Regions from separate parts of the Hordeum vulgare genome. Here region 1 is linked to region 2. The links are chromatin contacts, called in public Hi-C maps. All regions are on one chromosome and are shown on one strand. The core of a region is the stretch at or near the end of the contact, and the rest is flanking DNA. Distances in the headings are between cores, read along the strand shown.

What was found. A called contact is a pair of places that touch in the nucleus more often than the background predicts.
Region 1: a Hi-C map of leaf shows a contact between it and region 2, with 3 times the contacts expected there. The contact joins two enhancer-like sites. A contact is called at or near these places in 2 of 6 Hi-C or Micro-C datasets (leaf and seedling).

The regions. Positions count from the first base shown.
Region 1 is chr3H:441,137,600-441,144,098 of MorexV3_pseudomolecules_assembly, forward strand. No RefSeq gene overlaps it. Among protein-coding and RNA genes, the nearest start is that of LOC123440113, 130 kb to the right of the region's middle. Within about 2 kb of position 4,827, at least 2 of the 3 cell types and tissues checked have open chromatin away from gene starts, as enhancers often do. A contact at or near this core is called in leaf, where this site is marked.
Region 2 is chr3H:440,413,635-440,420,869 of MorexV3_pseudomolecules_assembly, forward strand. No RefSeq gene overlaps it. Among protein-coding and RNA genes, the nearest start is that of LOC123440112, 420 kb to the right of the region's middle. Within about 2 kb of position 2,632, at least 1 of the 3 cell types and tissues checked has open chromatin away from gene starts, as enhancers often do. A contact at or near this core is called in leaf, where this site is marked.

The DNA.
Region 1 (6,499 bases), core at 3,577-6,076, 730 kb after region 2:
TGCAATAATAACACTCTATTTCAGGCTTAGGTTAAGCCTTGGGTTTCTTCGTCGGATTGGCAACAGGCTTTCCGCTCTTCTTGGAGTTACCCTTCTTGCCTTTGTCGTTTCTCTTGAAACCAGTGGTCTTATTGACCATCAACACTTGATGCTCTTTCCGGAGTTCTGACTCTGCAACTTTCAAAATCGCGAATAACTCGCCGTGAGACTTGTTCATCCCTTGCATGTTATAGTTCAACACAAAGTTCTTATAGCTAGGTGCCAGTGATTGACGAATTCTGTCAGTGATAGCCTCTTGCGGGAGTTCAATCCCCAGCTCATCTAGACGGTTTGAGTACCCCAGACATTTTGAGCACATGTTCACTGACAGAAGAATTCTCCTCCATCTTGCAAGCATAGAATTTGTCGGAGGTCTCATACCTCTCGATCCGGGCGTTCTTCTGAAAGATAAACTTCAACTCCTGGAACATCTCATATGCTCCATGATGCTCAAAGCGACGTTGAAGTCCCGGTTCTAAGCCATACAAGACTGCACATTGAACTACTGAGTAGTCCTCCTTACATGTTAACCAGGCGTTCAAAACATCTTGGTTAGACGTAGCGGGTGGTTCATCTCCTAGCGCTGCATTATGGACATAATCCTTCTTCCCAGCTTGCAGGAGGAGCTTTAGATTACGAGCCCAGTCTACAAAGTTGCTTCCATCATCTTTCAACTTAGCTTTCTCTAGGAACGTATTGAAATTCAGGGTTGCTACTGCGTGAGCCATTGATCTACAACATAAAATATTGCAAAGTGGACTTAGACTATGTTTAAGATAATTAGAGTTTAACTAAGTAAACTACTGATAAACTCCCACTCAAAAAGTACATCTCTCTAGTCATTTGAGTGGTACATGATCCAAATCCACTAACTCAAGTCCGATCATCACGTGAGTTGAGAATAGTTTCAGTGGTAAGCATCTCTATGCTAATCATATCAACTATACGATTCATGCTCGACCTTTCGGTCTCTTGTGTTCCGAGGCCATGTCTGCACATGCTAGGCTCGTCAAGTTTAACCCGAGTGTTCTGCGTGTGCAACTGTTTTGCACCCGTTGTATGTGAACGTTGAGTCTATCACACCTGATCATCACGTGGTGTCTCAAAACGACGAACTATCACAATGGTGCACAGTCGGGGAGAACACAATTTCATCTTGAAATTTTAGTGAGAGATCACCTTATAATGCTATCGTCGTTCTAAGCAAAATAAGGTGCATAAAAAGATTAAAATCACATGCAATTCATTAGTGACATGATATGGCCATCATCCTGTGCTTCTTGATCTCCATCACCAAAGCACCGGCATAATCTTCTTGTCACCGGCGCCACACCATGATCTCCATCATCATGCGGCCATCAAGGTTGTCATGCTATCTATGCTATTACTACTAAATCTACAACCTAGCAATATAGTAAACGCATCTACAAACACAAACGTTAGTTTAAAGACAACCCTATGGCTCCTGTCGGTTGCCGTAGCATCGACGTGCAAGTCGATATTAACTATTACAACATGATCATCTCATACATGCAATATATCACATCACGTCATTGGCCATATCATATCACAAGCATACTCTGCAAAAACAAGTTAGACGTCCTCTAATTTGTTGTTGCATGTTTTACGTGGCTGCTATGGGTATCTAGTATGATCGCATCTTACTTACGCAAAAACCACAATGGAGATGTGCAAATTGCTATTTAACCTCTCTCCAAGGACCGCCTCGGTCAAAACCAATTCAACTAAAGTTGAAGAAACCGACACCCGCCAGTCATCTTTATGCAACGAGTTGCATGTCAGTCGATGAAACCAGTCTCTCGTAAACGTACGAGTAATGTCGGTTCGGGACGCTTCAATCCAACAATACCGCCGAATCGAGAAAAGACTAAGGAGGGTAGCAAATCGAACATCAACGCCCCAAAAACCCTTTGTGTTCTACTCGAGATAACATCTACGCATGAACCTAGCTCATGATGCCACTGTTAGGGAACGTTGCATGGGAAACAAAAAATTTCCTACGCACACGAAGACCTATCATGGTGATGTCCATCTACGAGAGGAGATTAGATCCACATACCCTTGTAGATCGCTAAGCGGGAAGCGTTAAGAAACGCAGTTGATGTAGTGGTACAGCTTCGTGATTCAAATCACCGTCGTCCCACGATCTGTCCCACGATCAGTTCCGATCTAGTGCCGAACGGACGGCACCTCTGCGTTCAACACACGTACAGCTGGATGACGATCTCAGCCTTCTTGATCCAGCAAGAGAGACGGAGAAGTAGATGAGTTCTCCGGCAGCATGACGGCGCTCCGGTGGTGGTGGTTGCACCCGATAGAGGGCCGACGCACATTCGTCCCCAGGATGAGACCGGACGCATGCCAAAGAGATGATACAGAAATTACAGGGGAAAATGGCTTTATTAATATAATGGAGTATTAAAATACTGTTGCTTACAACAATATTACATGACTCCAAAGCTAACTGAATGGCAGCAGAGGTCCTGATACAGCGGCAACGACGTCCCTGGCTGGGCTCCATAACTCGCAGGACTGGCTGGGCTACAATCTAGCACGACGAGTCTTCTCCTGCAACTGGCCACGTGCAAGGCCAGGTGAGTACTTTGAATGTACTCGCAAGACAACCAAATACATAGCATCCAAACAGCAGATAACAAAAGCAAGCATAATAATTATAAAATAGATGTTCTGAGCATGGCACGGAATTAACAAGAAAATATAAATCAAGCGTAGCATAACATGGATTAAACATGTGATCTACCTAACTAGCATAGCAAAGATCACGACAAGTGCTTATTCAGCTTGCTGTCACCGAATACCAACTTACTCTCTTGTGGGTTGTCCCACAACCCTCGACGTACTCGTAATCCAATCTGAGCGGGTTCAAATCACATCACATGGTCATCTGACCATTCATCATATAGCCTTCTCTTGGCTAACATATCATGTTATCAACATCCTCTGATGTTCACATGAGACAAGTTCTACCATCATTACTAACAATGTTATGGTTGACCATCTACTGAGGTCTGGTCGGGCTGTCCATTACCGTGGACTCGGCTATTTGAATTAATTTGACACTTTGTAGAGGTTGCACACTTTACCCACACTATGGAGCACTGACCTCGTGATCCCATTCGGGTGGACCAGCATTGCTCCAACGAAACCTACCTGACCCGTGACTCTTTCATCATACCACCGGGATTCATCCTTCCCCAGAGTCCTGCCCTGGATGGCCATGTGTCCTCATGACACCTGCCACCGTCGTGGCCAAACTAAAATTTCCCATCCGGGGACGCCGGCATAAACAACTCAACTGGCTCACAGGGTTATCACTGTCTACCTGATTAGGGTAGCACACGTGCATAACCCTCCCTCCTTGGAGGTACCGGTGAAAGAGCACACAATCAGACCAAGTCAAGGTCGTCCCATATCGGCAAATGTGGCTACACAGATGAGCCCAGAGAGGTGACTCTGATCAACCAACTAGGTATCTTATCCCGAATATTATCTGTCATAGCTGACGCTACGATGTCACAGCAATCCGATAATTAATAAGATCAAGCCACTACTGTTAAACCATATTCATAAGTTGTCGGATGAAACACAAAGTAATCATAGACAGTAATCACAACAGTATAATGTAAATTGCAAACTAATACTTTACAGATTCTAGCTACAAGTTGGACCTTCAGAACCCTCGCATAAAATCGGCAAATAAATCGGTAGCCACCAGAACGGTCTTTACAACACAGATCTGGGACATTACTGGAGTAACTCAACCCCGACTAGAGACGGCTGGAAAGAAGCTCAGAGCATGAGATGGTGTTGATAAAAAGAATGTAGCAGTTCCCTAAGACGGTCGAAGAACATCTCAGAGCATAGGGTCACCGCCATGGAAATAAATTCAATAGTTGCTCGCGACGGCCGAAAAGCAGCTCAGAACACGGGACAGCTGCTGACAAAAGAAATATAAAGTTGGCATCCACCCCGGACAGCCGAAAGCAGCTCAGACTCGGGCATGGTGCCATTATTGAAGAAAATGCGAGCAATGGTTCGTTAGAGTCACACACAACACATCACTATACACTCGGACATAAGCATTATAAATTTAATATGCAAGAGCATCACAGAGCAAGGTTTGAGGGCATATATTAGATGAAAAGTAATGCTAGTAATTAGTACTAATGCCATCACAGTTATATGCAAATGTAGACTAGCAGGTGATACAGATAAACACACATAGTGCAAGCAAAGTTATCACGCAAGTACGGAGCTCCTGGTAAGAGGTTGGCTTCCCTGAGGGTCGACGAATACTCCGGGCAGAAGCGCGATAAAACACCGGGAAGATTTGCCGGAGAGGTTTCCCTCTCGAAAGGCTCAATCAGAGGGCAAGGGCAAAGCAGTCAATTCTACTTTGCAAACATATTATGAAAATGATACTATCGAAACGGGCTCGACGATACGAAGACGTGGGCGCTAGTTTTACCTCAATCGGAGCTACGAGCACAAAGTTATGGCCGTTCGCTGTTTAGGCAGAAAACAAATAAAAACTTATTCATTTTCGATCTAAACCAGTGAACATCCACCACTTAGGTTGTTCGGCCGGCGGGTTTAAAAAGAGAAGGCGCCTTTCGGGGAAATACACTTTTGGTAAACCAAAAGCGTATTTTGTCTTTTACGTCTTCACTTAAAACGTGCGGGCCCAGGGGGTTGACTTTTAGCCGGCTGATGGGTGGGACCGCCCTGTCTCTCCTCTCTCTCTCTCTTACGCCTGGGGCCCGCCCCATCCTCTCTTTCTCTCTCCTCCCTCCTGGTCGTCGTCTACCTCTCGCTCGTGCCTGCGAGGCAGAGAGAGGGCGCCGGCGCCGGCGTTCGCCAGGGCGGCTCCGGCCACCCCCGACCAGACGGAGGCCACCGGAGGGCCCGCCGGCGAGTGGCGCATCCATTCGCAGGGTACACGGCCAGTGGGGAGGGCCTAGCGGCGCGGCATCCCGCGACGGCGATGGCTCGACTCCGGCGACCGGAGGGTTTCCCGGAGTAGGCGAAGTTGGGGATGGGGTCCTCGGGTCACGACGCACACGTTGGTGGGCTCGAACGGAGCCGGGGACGGCCGGAGAGAGGGTTGCAGCATGGAGGCCGAGGGGAACGGTGACGGCCTTCAGCTAGGGAGCAATGGGGAGCTCTAGAGCACTTGGGGAGGGGCTTGGGAGGTTCCTCGAGAACGTCAGAGGCTCGGGCATGCCCTAATATAGCTGCGGGGAGGGGCTCTCGCGATGTCGGGAGAAGCTCCGAGAAGCCATGGAGGGATTCCTTTGGCATACACCTCCAGGGGCAAGGGGACAAGGGGGAGAGGGCTCCAGAGTGTTCACGCACGCCGGGAGAAAATCCAAGACACTTCCGGAAAAGCTAGAACTTGCTGGAGACAAGCTCCCGTCGACCTCAATGCACAAAGCTTGGTTTTGGCATACTCTGCATGTGGTTACCACGGTGTCACGGCATTGCCATGTCCCACAAGCTCTCAAATCATATCTAAGCTTATCCACACACTGTTCTAAGATGACATGACACAACACACACCACTGGAGAGCAATGAGGTGACCACACCAAAACCAAATAGTTTCTAACAGCATGGTGTTTGTGCTATGGTGTGTCCACCACAGTGCACCTCTTGGCATGATATTTGGCTGAGGTTAACCACTCACTAAGGTCACTATCTCGGCCAAAATTCAGCACAATCCAATAAGTCTAGAGGGTACTTTCTTTGTAACTTGGCATACTGACCAGAAATGAAGAAGATGGTGCTGGGGTTCATTGGCTAAATGGAATTGGTTGAGACTTGGAAGAGACTCATGATTTAGGCATATGAAGTCACTGTAAAAGTTGCATACCATTTGCACAAATATAAATTGTACTTCCTTCACAGTGCTTCAATCTGGACATAATCTTAAATAATTTGCTGAGGAATGTTGTATTGATGGAATGGGCTAAATTTTGGTGGACAAGGATGATTTATCACCATGAACTACTCTACAAAATTTCAGCTCAAGGGAAACAAGGAATCAAGCACTTCCTTTGCAAACAGAAAATCTGGACAGAATCTGCAAAGGGATATTGTGCTCAATTTTTGAATTGGGGAACTTGATATTTTGATGGAAATGATGAATATATGGATATGAGAAGCTCCACAAATTATTTGGGATTTTCCCTAGCTACCAAAATGGTAGTTCCTTTGGAAATTCCCCAAAATGCAATATTGGAAAAAGGCATTTTTCCCTACTTAGTGATGGCCAGTATTTTATGAGAGCTTCATAGGATCACAAGGAATATCTCCACAAGTTTTTATGACCTTGGGAGATGGATAGATATTTTCTTGGATTTAATTCCTCAGAAAGGAAGAAACGGGAATTAATTCTAGAGGAGAAATATTGCATATGAC
Region 2 (7,235 bases), core at 1,382-3,881:
TCCATAGATAAAGAAATAGAAGAGACTTTTCTTTAAGAAACTAGAAAAAGACTCGACTAGAGGGATTTTTTTCTAAAAAAAGTCTCCCTTGGAAAGAAACACCACCTTCACCGAGACCTTCGAAATGTCTTTGTTTGATAGTTTGATTATTCATTATACTTGATCATCATCATAGAGACCGGCTGATTGACCAAATTAAGTACTACCTCCTATTCATATTAATTGTCATTAACTTACGTGGAAGAAAAAGAACCTCAACAACACCAACCTCACAAAGAAAGAAGAAGTCGCCCCGCGTCGCTCTCCCAGGAGCGGCTCGGGTGGACTCTGCGCGCCGCCGCGTCCGGTTCTCTCCTGCCTCCGCCCTTCCCTTGCCGCCGCCGCAGGCCGCGGCCGGGCAAAGCCCGCGCGGCGGTGGGGCTGTCTTCTCTCGCACGCGTCTCGTCAGATCTCGAGCGGCGGCCGCAGATGCGTGCACACCGGTGGTGCGTGGCTTGGAGCTGGGCGTTCGCCTTGTGCTTTTGCCACGCGTGCCGGGGTTGGCTTCAACGCCACGGGAGGCTGGCTGCTGCGGCTAGTTGAGGCAGCCGGTGTTCACGGCGACCGGATGCCGAGGCAGCGGCCCCGAAGTTCGACGATGCTCCTGTTTGGTGTCGCGACGGTGTTGGTTGCAGATCGGTACGCAACGGATCGAGGGTTCTGGCGCCCAAATCTGGAGTCAATGGGGACGCTCAGGATGTCGCCTGGGCGTAATGGAGGTGCCGGTGTGAAGGTTGCGCGCAGATCTGACAGGTTGGCGGCTCGGCGCGACTGCGTTGGGGTGAAGTGTGGCGCTGGGTGGCGCAGGGCACATCGCGGAGGGCTTCATGCAGCACGGATCTGCTGCAGGGAGTGGGCATTGTGGCACCAGTGCGTTCGAGGCATGGTGGCGGGAGGAGGCGATGGACGTCGACCATGGGGATTGTATGATGTCCAGTGCTTCGGATTTGTCCGGATTCGGAGGTGTGGTGGAGCTCCGGGCGAAAACCCAGCCCTGACTTTCGGTTGGTGCCGGCAACGGCGATGCCATAGCGTCGTTCCCCTTCTTGAAGGCATTGTTGTGGAGCTTCATTTCCACGACTCTCCGGGAGAAATCTCTAGTTTCGGATGGTCGAAGCGGGCGATGTCGGCGGCTACGTCATTTTCTTTCTTTGAGGCATCGTCTTGGAGAGTCAGCATACTGCAGATTGCACGGATCTCTTCGTTGTCGGGGACAGTGGACGTCGGGGCGGCAACTTGGGGTGGTTTTTGTTGGCGCGGCGAGATGGCGATTCTCGGGAACAATGTGAGTGGCAGCTCTATGAGGTGGGGCTCTATATGGACATTGATTGGGTGACATCCTTGTCCCGCTTGGGCGATAGGGGTGTCGGCCTGGTCGATGCGCCCGAGAGGGGTTGGTCTGACTTTACGACAGGGCGGAGGCCCCGGATGTTGTGCGACGTTCGTGGTCTACGAGCGGTTGCCCTGAACGGCATGGGCTGCGGGCAGCTGGGTTGTGTGGCGTTGCTGCTCGTGGGGAGCGGTGCTATGTCGGGGCGGCGGTGCCGGTTGTTTCCGTTGGGCGCGACGGAGCGGTAGATGTCGGGGCGGCGACCCCGAGTGTATCACTATGACGTCCAGACTTATGTGGCAACGATGATGGTGGGAGCGATGTCGGCGACGCGTCAATGGTTGCGGTAGTCGGCTCTTCTCCGGCGTGTCGATGGTATTGCCTTGGATTGTTTGTTGCTGTGGAGCCGAAGCTGCGGCGGCGGGGCCCTGTGGTGTACGGTGAGTGGCTGTAGGTAGCCCGTTCGGCGATCTTCCATGGCACCAGTCGTGCCTGGTTTTGTTCTTCTGAATTCTCCGTCTGAGTTGGAGTTGCGTTGTGTGGCCGCAGGTCGACATGTCGTCGTTTAGGGTGGGCTTTACCCGCAGTGTTTCAGGCTATAGAAAGGGGCTTGGCCCTTGTTATTCTAGTTTTACCCGCTTTTTCATAATTTACTGGCCAATTCTCTTTTGCTTAATTAATAGATACGATAATCTTTGCCTCCGTTTCAAAAAAATTATCGTTTAACTTAGTATAATTATGGATAGCCAGATTATATTCACTTTTGGTTATAACTCATGGCTTTTGATACTGCATCAATAACTTAAATTACATACCCTGGGTTTTTCTCATATACTCACTTCGTCCGAAATTACATGTTAAAAATAAATAAAACTAATATATATATATATATTAGTTTTAGATATATTTATTTTTATAAAAAATATTTTTAGACGAAGAGAATATGAAACAATGGGGAAGAGACAATGAGTGCTTTCAGAAGGCAAAGCTTGTGCGGGGAGCACCGATGTTACGCGGGGAAGCTAGTATATATTCATAATGCATTGGTCGATGTACATGTGCACTTGACATATTGCCTGTAAAACTAGCTAGCAGGGCCGTACCGTCGCATCACCTGAATGGAACGATCAGGCGAGTGCGACGGGGCGCCTTATGCCTCTGATGGATGGAACCAGCATAAATACGATTCCTCCAGCTAGCGCGACGTCGCACGGTACGTGCATACCCCGGTCTAAAGGATGCACGAATGAGTGAATTAACGGCACGCTGTGGAACTGAATATATGCCCCACCGCATTGCAAGGTGGAAAGGGATACATCGGAATACCAACCATGCAATGCCGGCCGAATCTCACTGAAACCAAACGAAGGTGGGACCGTGGGATTCCCTCAACCAGAAAATAACTCTCCAAAGTGCAATGCCTTTCAACTCAAACTAACATGCTAATAAATCATGCATAAATATAAGTATTCTTATTTCCAAAAAATATAAATATTCTCGCAAAAAAACTCATGCATAAATATAAATATGGAGTACGGATTCAAGTGGACTCAGTTTAAAAAAAAAAAATCATAGTGAAAAGCGTTCCAGAATTTGATTTTTTCTTGTATTTTCTAATTTTATAAAAAAAATGGGGTTCACGGAAGCCCGGGCTCCAAATAGTATTTCCAGTCTCATTCTTCAAATGAACTATTGAAGGTCATATACACAGTTTATAGTGGCTTATAGCACGAAACGAGACACACCATGGAGAAAATATATACATATAAGTACCGTGCACAAGACATGTATGAGAATGCGTATGAAGACTAGGCAAGAACATAACAAATCGGAGCAGGAGAAAGATGAACCAAGTCATGCAGAATTAACAGACAATATTACGAAGGAAAAGAATTGGTGATGAGAGAAAGGTATCACAATGGCTTAATGTGGCAAAGAAGCGTTAGACGAGGAACAATCAAAGATTATATACATGTATAAGCATCGTATGCAGACATTCATGACATCTCCATGAGCATATGGACCCAACAGAACAAAAACTGCTGTGATATGGAAAGTATAAGACATTCATGTCAATATATAATAAGAGAGAGAGAATGGACGACCTCACAGTCAGCTACTCTCCCGTCTCATAATTTAAGACGTTTGTGCCAAGAAACGTCTTATAGTTTGAGATGAAGGGAGTACTAGACAACCCAAGCCATGCGAGTCAGGGCTTACAAAATCGGGTAGAATTATGATGTTATAGAGAACTTATTATCAGGACTTACGTTTAAGGATACATTTCAAATAAAATTTTAAAGATAAAAGAAGACTTATGTGACCCATGACAAGAAATAAAGTTGTTCCATAGTGACAACTAACGATCAGACGTATCACTCAAGGAGGATTATCATAGCTCGGTGCCTAAAGAGAGGGGAGAATAGAAAATAAAATGAAGTATAGTGATGATTGATTTATCAGAACAAGACATGAGTATGGCGAGGGAGTATCAAAAGTATTGTGTTCCACCATGGTCGAGTTCGCACGATCTGTCAAGTAGTGAATACAAAAATGTGCCCAAAAGCACAATGATTAACAAAGGGGTTTATACTATAGATAAAAACACCAAAATTATTAAAAGACATACTTGACTGGGCATAATTTTCAAAGAGAGACATGTTTGGAGGAGAATAAGACATGCACATAGAATGTTGAAATAACGGTTTTACCTAAGTGTGCATTGGGACATATATTTATTCGAAATCAAACTTACCACAGAAAGTGAATAACAACTACCAAAGGATTGGTGGTAAAGCAGGTACATGCAACTGTGAAGAGAAAACAAGCTTTTGATCAAAAAAGACATTTTAGGTTTACATGTTAGTAAAAAATTCTCAAGAAATTAATGAACATAAATAATTATGGGGCTAGATTAAGGTCATATAATAAATCTGACACACGGTCATTATGGCTATTATCTTGCATGCCTTGGCGTGGACCTCAGAATCACACTGCCACATACTTTAGTTATTCCTTTTTTTTTCCAACAATAGATATAGTTAATAGAAAGGTTTGTACCAACAGTTCATCCATGTGACACACTATTAGAAAGTATAGTATACATAATAGACCATAGTAAATCTAGCCACACTAATCCGTGGGTTGCCCCGCTAGGTCACAAGTATGGAACAACAAAGCATTTTAGGTCGCTACACTAACTAAATTGGTCGATGTCCATTACGTTCATGTGGCAACCACACAAAACACACTAAGCATTACTGATAAAACTGAAGCCGTGTAAGAGATTCGACTAAGGTGGTTGGATACTTAGTGCACAAATGTGCAACAACGAAAAAGGGAAGTACTTTTCATGCAAATGGGGCTCCTTTATACCGTGATGCTACAATTGGTAGCAAAAAGCCAGGGTTCCTCAACCAATCCTATAATTCTATCTTCAAACCGCTCCTGTTATGTATAGTTGAAATGATATTCCCCATCAAATCGCCTTTTTATCATCAAGGAGAATACACCTTTATCTCTGTCCTTTTGAATCTTTATGTACGACATATTATGCACTCTTCCTTCATCAAGTGGATTTCATGTCTTTAGCTCGTGTTTATATTAGTTGGTGTTGTGATGCACCCGTGGGTCTATGACATGGGTTCCCATTTGACTACTCTTTCACTATGTGTCATAAGAATATAAATACTCCTAGTTCATTAAAATGTGTTGCTTTTGGATATCAGAAAGTCCAAAAAATAAATTTCGATCACTAATTCATATTGTAAGATGTTCAGAAACCCCAACTAAAAATTTAAGAACTTCTAAAAACACTCATTATTTCATGGTATTTTTACAAAAAAGGTCCAGACATTGTTGACCAATGTTGTAAAGTTTAACTATACCTATATCTAAAATGAATGCAAGCTCATGCTTTGCTATACAATTGAGAACTAATTACATTTTACATTATCTAAAACAAAGCATGCACAAATTGCAAACAGAAGTGGGAATGTTTACTTATAATCTGTGCAGATTGCAAGATAAACGGGCATGTGTGTTCCATAGATTTTGTCCTTTAGCTTTCCAATATTCTCTTGCATAATTGAGTTGGATTGACCCACCTTCTCGACTTGGCTCTACCCCCCTTTGGGGTGGTCAATGGCACTTGACCATTTGTATGTATTCAATTATCCTCGGCTAGAAATGCCACATCAGATGTTAAAATAATTTTACCATATAGGCCATATGCATGAGCGCGACGAGGCATCGTATTGGTTCGCTTCAGTGTTCTCCCTATAGGATGTTTTCGGTCCTAGGGTGTGCACCACATTTGTTGTTGTTCCATAATAATGCATAATACCACTTATACAACATATACACAACGGAAAGTTACTCATTTTTTGTGAAAAATAGGAGAGACGCATGCGGTATACATCTCAAGAAATGAAAAGGTTAAGTTTTATTGTGAACAGTACCAACATAACACTTTCAGGTTTGCATGTGTGCTAATATTCATAGTTGTAAAGCTCATGGACTTGAAACTTTGTAGTCTGTATGTCAAATATTATATATATATTGTGATTTGTTTTGATTTTCTATAATTTCTAGATAAATAATTTTTATGGTCTAGCACATCTCAAAGGTCAAGTGTATGGGCTGGGTCAAAGTCAAAGTTACAAAGAAGATGAACTAATCTACAATTATAACCTAACAAGAACTAGCCTGACTCCTCCCTTTCCCCTAGCCGCCATCTAAAGCGTCCTCCCTACCGCCGCCACAACTTCCTTCTCTATTCCGTCCAATGGCCGTGTCCACAGCAAGAGGAGTGAATACCCATTTCGTTTTTTCTTAGTTATTGTACATTCCTTTTTCCCGTAGATATTGGTTCTTTATTGCATAGGCAAGGTGGTGGTGACGATGTCACATTGAAATAAGTTCTCTTCGACTTCCTTCTAGATCGATGATGTCTGATTTGTGATCGACATAGGGCTTGCGAGGGTAGGTGTTGCGAGATTCATTTACCATCTTTGGATCATGGCAGTAGGTGTGTCAATTAAGGAAAGCACTTGGTAGGACCTTTGTGTAGTGACTTCAACATATTTTTCGACTTTTTTACGACATGGTCCATTTTCTCGAACCCTCTCGACTAGTGATAAAAAAAATATAACCATGGGCTATATGGGGTAATGCCCCAACCAGTGTTCCTTGAGCGACTTATAGATCTCACATCAAGCGTTGAGTAGCTATTGTGCTCTTCAAAGCCTGGTACAACGAGAACATTGGCAGATCTTCCTTTTCTTTGTTGTCAGTTCAGTGCAATTCTTAATCCCTGATGGACAATGTACCATCAAAGGAAGAATATTTCCAATATGATTTGAATGCAATTTTACCCTTCATAATTATCAAATTTGGATGACATTTGGGTGTCTTTTCTTAAAAGAAAAGGCCTAGTGCATATTATATAGGCTCGTTTGGCGTGGTTTGGTATTATTTTGCAAATATATTACTAAATGTTATGAAGGATGTAAGAAACATGAACCACACTTTAGAGTCTAACACCGATTCTTCCCTCATAAGCCTTATATGTTCATGTCTTGTGGAAACCGTGCGTCCATGTCAATGTTTATGTGGACCCAACGATGTGATGTTGGGGTTAGTGTATTGCACCTCCATTCCGGCAAAAGAGGTGATCTCCTAGGAAGTAATATATGATTTATTTTATTAAAAAAATAAAAACTGATTATTAGGGCGGCTTTTAGGTACTTCCCCTTCACAGTGTTGAGTCTAGCCAAAATTTGAGTTGGAGGTGTTGGAAATAAAATTTGTTTAGTTGGTACACAAATAAAGTCAAGTGAGAGTATCTCTTGGTAACAAAAAAATG